2 separate regions of the Mus musculus genome follow, and region 1 is linked to region 2. A link is a contact called in public Hi-C data. All regions are on one chromosome and are shown on one strand. The core of a region is the stretch at or near the end of the contact, and the rest is flanking DNA. Distances in the headings are between cores, read along the strand shown. Region 1 has its middle 20 kb from the start of Fcnb. Region 2 overlaps Col5a1 (collagen, type V, alpha 1).

Region 1 (2,700 bases), core at 69-2,568, 82 kb before region 2:
TCCCTGGTGATGGTCCATTTCAGATAGAATTAGATTAGAGAAAGGAGAAGCCAAGGGATGGGAAAGTGGTCCACATATCAGCACATTGCCACAGCAGAAATGATGAGGCAGGAGGCAGCGGACAGAGTGAGAAGAAGCCAGCTAGTGAGTTATCTCCATCAATGGTGGACTCTAAAGTGCCTCACAGCACACAGGTGTGCCTCTCTCCTGGGGTCTTGCTAACACTGCCATGGATCAGTCCATTCCTTACTCTTCTTCTTACTGTGCCAAGATACCTGACTTGAGGATGTGAGGATACAGTCCATTATGCTGGCAAGTCTGGGCAGCAAGACAAGCTGGAGGCCGTGGCTGCAAGAACATGGGGCTGCTTATTGGTGTCTGGATGGATCTGGAAGCCAAGGAAAGGAAGCAAGAAGCAGGCAAGCTACACAGCCCCAAGGCCTTTGGGACTGGGTAACAGCTCAGCACTGAAGAATATTCATTGCTCTTCCAAAGGACCAAGGTTCAATTCCCAGAACCTACATGGTGGTCCCTAACCATCCATAATTCCAGTCCCAGGGGATATGGTGCCCTCTTCCGGCCGCAAGCACACACATGCAAAACATTCATGGACATAAAATAAACAAATCTTTTACAAATTTTAAAACAAGCAAGCAACGCAAAGCCCAAGACCTGCCTCCAGCAATCAACTTACCCTTGAGTTTCACAATCTATAAAACTTTGAACCTTTTAAAATTGTACCCAGTCAAGCATTAAGCTGACAAAGGACACTTGTAGTACTTTTTATCAATCCTCCTCAGACACAGAGTCATTGGATGGGTGTCATGCTTTAGATGTTAAATGTCTCCCACAAGCCCACGAGTGTAAGTCCTGCTGCACAGTGTGGCTCTTTTAAGAAGCAGGGTCTACCTGGCATTAAAAAAAAAATTGCTGGATATGTGCCCTTTAAGTGTTCTGTGGGACTCCTTCTCTTTCATATTCCCGTTGTAGTTTGTCAAGAGAACCTCACTCACAAAGACCACAGAGACCACCATCGTTGTGAACCGCATGAGGATTTTTTTTATTGACCCAACATGTTGGGGACTCCCCTCTCAGCACGCAGGCCAGAGGAGAGACCCAGAACAAAGAAAGAACACACGTTTTCTACCTTTGTAAAGACCAGATATCAGTACCAGGGTTGTTGGCTTATTTTAATTGGTATAGCCAATAATTTTTTCAGGCATTGCTTAGTTTGTCTCAGAATTCAGTGTGGGGTGGGGCAGGGGAGTTGTTAATCTTGCTCTGGCAGTTGCAAGCTTAGTCATTTTGACCGTTAAAACTATGTTTCTATCTTTGTTTAGTCAGCCAGCTTCTTTATCTGGCTCTGCACTTGGCCTGCTAGTACAGTTTGGAAGGTCTTTTTGAAGCGGGAAGGTACTGGGTGGTCTTGAATTCATTCTGGATATCACATTCCCTGATCATAATGTAAGTGGCTTGCTGACCCACACATGCCTACTAGGTCACCATGTGCCCAACTGAACCACAGACTGGAGTTTCTAAATCTATTAGCTCAAATAAGCCTTTCCTATAGAAGTGGAAGGTAGCCAGCAAGGTAGCCTATCACCTCACAGCAGTTAATGGTCTCTGATCTTTTATTATAATGATGGAAAACCAGTTTGCACAAACCAGCCAGAGAACCTATGGTTTGGAGAAGAGGTAGCACATGGGACCAGGGAGAGAATGGGTGGGAAAGAACATCAACTTGGCTTTTAGAAAGATTTGGAACCCTCACCAACCAAGCGCAGAAGCCTCACTGGGCCATGGGCCCGCACTTCCGAGGACCCACAGACACATGCCCATGTGTATACTTTATCAGTTTGGTTTCAGAAGGTATCTCTCTCCCAGACATCTTGGCCATTTTATGAACACTTTTTAAGTCTTATTAAGATAAAGCAGAGATGCTCATAAACAAATTACATCAAGGCCTAAATTTTGGAATTTATTTATAAAAATTATTTTTGGTTCATCACTCAGTTAGGAAAAAATTTAAAAGCAACACTTTAGGGGAGAAACTTTCTAGCTTGACAGATTAAAAAATGTTTTTCTCTTTAATCATTTATTTTTGTCTCCTGTAACAACGACACATTCTTGTGAAGGTAAATGTTTTTTGAACAAGCATCTCTCAAGATTTAACCTCAATTAATCACAGCTTCAGAGCACTCTCACTTCCTGAAGAACCAGCATCCCAGGGGAGCCTGTGTAGATTCAGAGACCCAGACTTGGGCCTGGAGCTGAGGCTCAGAAGGAAAAGCAACTGCTTAGTATATAGGACACTCTGGCTTTGATCCCCAGCTCCACAATATCCAAGCTGGGACTACACTCTGCCCAGCTCAGCACTGCAGTGCTGGGAACAGGAAGATGGAGACTTAAGACTATCCTAGGCCCCATAGCTATTCCCTGGCCAGCCTGACCTACAAAGACACTGACATACACTCAGCCACCCACTCACCCACCTGCCTACTCATTCACCCACCCACTCACTCACCCACCCACCCACTCACTCACCCACCCACCCGCTCACTCACCCACCCACCCACTCACCCACTCGCCCGCCCACTCACCCACTCACCCACTCACCCGCCCACCCACTCACTTCCCCCACCTGCCTGAGATCCTTTAGGGAGTCCAGGCTGCACTGGGGATCCAGAAGTCTCCAGGAGG
Region 2 (2,700 bases), core at 82-2,581:
GAATGGCTCTAAGGAAGGAGTGCTGACTCTAGGGAGTCTGCTCTGTGCTTGCTCAAACCTGAGTCAATGTTGGGCAGCAAACTGAAAAATGAAGAGGAGCGTAGAGCAGACATGGAGATATCATGACATGTCTACACAGAGTCCGTGAGCAAGGCTTGCCACATGCACCTAAGTAACAGGAGTTGAAGAACATCTGTGGTCCAACAGATTCAGGAAGGTACAATGTGCCCTGTCTGGACAGCTGCCTTGGAACCAATGGTTTCTGGGCACTGTTTTTTGCCTGAGATGCCTTCTGGATATCTAGAAGTCTCCATAGGAGAGACCTAGAGCCCCACCCACCACACTCTTCCAGGCATCTCTGTGGTGGAGAGAAACATAAACAGAAGAACCCAGCAGAGATGATCTCTCAGGTTCAGGCCTGCTGACACAGACCTGCAAACCCAACTGCTCATGACCCTGAAGCTGACACAGACCTGCAAACTCAATGCTCATGACCCTGAAGCTGACACAGACCTGCAAACCCAACTGCTCATGACCCTGAAGCTGACACAGACCTGCAAACCCAACTGCTCATGACCCTGCAGCAGAAGGAGCATGAGTTTAAGACCAGACACCTAGGCAACTTAGTGAGATTCTTCCTCAAAACAACGATTAAAAATAAGGGGGTTATTTAGTTTGGTGGTAGAGTGCCCAGGGGATGTGGGCAAGCCCCGAGTTCAACTCTTGGTGGGAAGTAGGGGAGCGGGGTGAGAGAGGCTGTCTGCTCTTTCCACCTTATGAGGCTGCAGTGAGAAGAGCCAGGCTGTGAAGGAGAAAGCGACCCTAACCAAATGATGATCTGCTTGCACCTTGACCTTGAACTTCCAGTCTCTATTACAAAACCCTAGATTGTGGGATTTTTCTTATAGCAGACAGGCCATGAGAGAACCCCATCTTGGAAGAAGCCTGGGTAGGAAATAATCAGATCTCTCTACCCTAATGGTGACAGCTCCCACACCTACCTCTGCTGTGCCCGTGAGCCTGGCACTCATGAGGTGGCCAACACCACGTCAGTTCTCAAGAGCACACGGGGCAGTACTATCTCTTGCTCTTGTGAAAACTGTCTTAATGCTTGCTTCCCTCTCTGCTTCCAAGTCTTAACTGGATTGCTCATGTTCTGAGTGAATTTGAACCAGATCGATAGATAAGAGCATTCTCCATAAACATTTTAAAGTAAACACCTTTCAGCTTGCAGAGGAAGCCTTACGCAATTAGCCATGTATAGGAGCTGCCAAAGGCTTGGGGTAGGAGACAGAAATTTGTAAGATAAACACACGTAGAGCTCCTATAATCAGCGCTGCTGCTCAGTTATCTCCCTCCCAGCCTTCAGTAGGCACAGTGTCAGGAAAAGCAAGCTTCAGGAGGAACCTGACCTGCCTAAGGCTGCCATCTTCGAGAGGTCACTCTTGAAACTAGGATGTCAGGGTTTCTGAGGCACAGAAACAGGGCCATTTGGGTTCAAGTCTAGACGCGGGTACCATGTTTGGAGGGATTCCAGACAGTCTCTGAACACGGAGGTTGTGAGCTCCCCACCCTCCACAACCCAGGGCAGCTGTATACTTTGGGTCTGCATCAATGCTGGACAGAAAGTACCACAAGGTACATGGGTGGGGCAGCGGCCTGGGTCATGTTTATATAAATTCTTCAAACTGAAGTTGCTTTGTGGTGTGCTTCTGCATATATGCACACTCACAGGGGGGCACACCTCTGTTCCCCTTCATGTCAGTTTGAAGGAAGGGGCTGTTATCATTTTTGCCGGGTGCTGGGGTGGGGAAAGAGACTGGAGCTTTGAGATATTGCAAAGTCCCTGTATGGTGAAGGAAGAGACCCTGTCGATAAGACGCTCATCTTCTACACAGGAATGTGCCTTCGCCCCAGGAACCGTGGAACTCAAGATTAAATCATGCAGCTCAGAGCAAACTCAGTTAGTGCTGAAGGGACAAAGGGGACCTTGCTCTCAATATTGCTCTGGCACTCTGTGCCCCACTTAACAAGGTTCCAGGAATTTCTACCAGCAGAAACACGATTGTAAACAAATGGACATCTCTCACGAACCCTGCCTGCTGGGGATTTGAGAGGACATACTAGTCTTTTTCCTCTTCCAACATGCCAGTAGCTCAAAGGACTGTTTCTGAGCTTCCCTAGGCTGGCCATGCCCCTGCCTCACAAGATCCACATCCATGAAAGGCTCCAGAGGTCAGCCTGGTATGAACAAATGGTAAACACAAGAGGGTGGCCAGTACAGTGTCCCCACTTCTTCACAAGCTGTCTAGGAGGTAATCCCTCATCCTGTAGCAGTCTGTCCCCTAGCTGGCAGGCAAGATCCTCACCTGCTCAGACATGCTGTCTGAGGTCCCAGCATGTGCATACTGAACTGGGGAACTAGGCTACTCTAGAGTGCCTGGAGCAGGGCTTAACAACAGAGAAGCTGCCAGGAACCAGCCAGGGACATACATCCTTCCCACCTTGACTTCTATGAAGACCCAGAGCTGCAGAGTCCCTCTTACCTTGACTCCTCGTGGACCGGGGTAGCCAATGGGACCCTGGGGGCCAGGAGGACCCTAAGATCAAAGTGAAAGAACATTAGCTATTTTCAGGTGTGAGTACCTGGGCAACCACTGTGGGACCCTAGCCTTGTGGGAGATGCAGGAGGCCCTGCCT

Evidence for each region. A called contact is a pair of places that touch in the nucleus more often than the background predicts.
Region 1: a contact with region 2 is called in a Hi-C map of the G1E-ER4 cell line, with 4 times the contacts expected there. The contact joins two enhancer-like sites. A contact is called at or near these places in 1 of 15 datasets of contacts at CTCF or cohesin (the G1E-ER4 cell line), 9 of 484 Hi-C or Micro-C datasets (the G1E-ER4 cell line, cerebral cortex, fetal liver and 2 more), 3 of 115 datasets of contacts at active chromatin or transcription factors (cardiomyocytes, fetal liver and neural progenitor cells) and 1 of 9 other capture datasets (embryonic stem cells).

What each region holds. Positions count from the first base shown.
Region 1 is chr2:28,063,284-28,065,983 of GRCm38.p6, reverse strand. No RefSeq gene overlaps it. Among named protein-coding and RNA genes, the nearest start is that of Fcnb, 20 kb to the left of the region's middle. Within about 2 kb of position 1,318, at least 22 of the 459 cell types and tissues checked have an H3K27ac peak or open chromatin away from gene starts, as enhancers often do. A contact at or near this core is called in the G1E-ER4 cell line, where this site is marked.
Region 2 is chr2:27,980,937-27,983,636 of GRCm38.p6, reverse strand. It overlaps Col5a1 (collagen, type V, alpha 1), which reads right to left. Exons shown (of 66, transcript NM_015734.2): 27 at 2,547-2,600. Among named protein-coding and RNA genes, the nearest start is that of Gm13372, 50 kb to the left of the region's middle. Within about 2 kb of position 1,331, at least 13 of the 459 cell types and tissues checked have an H3K27ac peak or open chromatin away from gene starts, as enhancers often do. A contact at or near this core is called in the G1E-ER4 cell line, where this site is marked.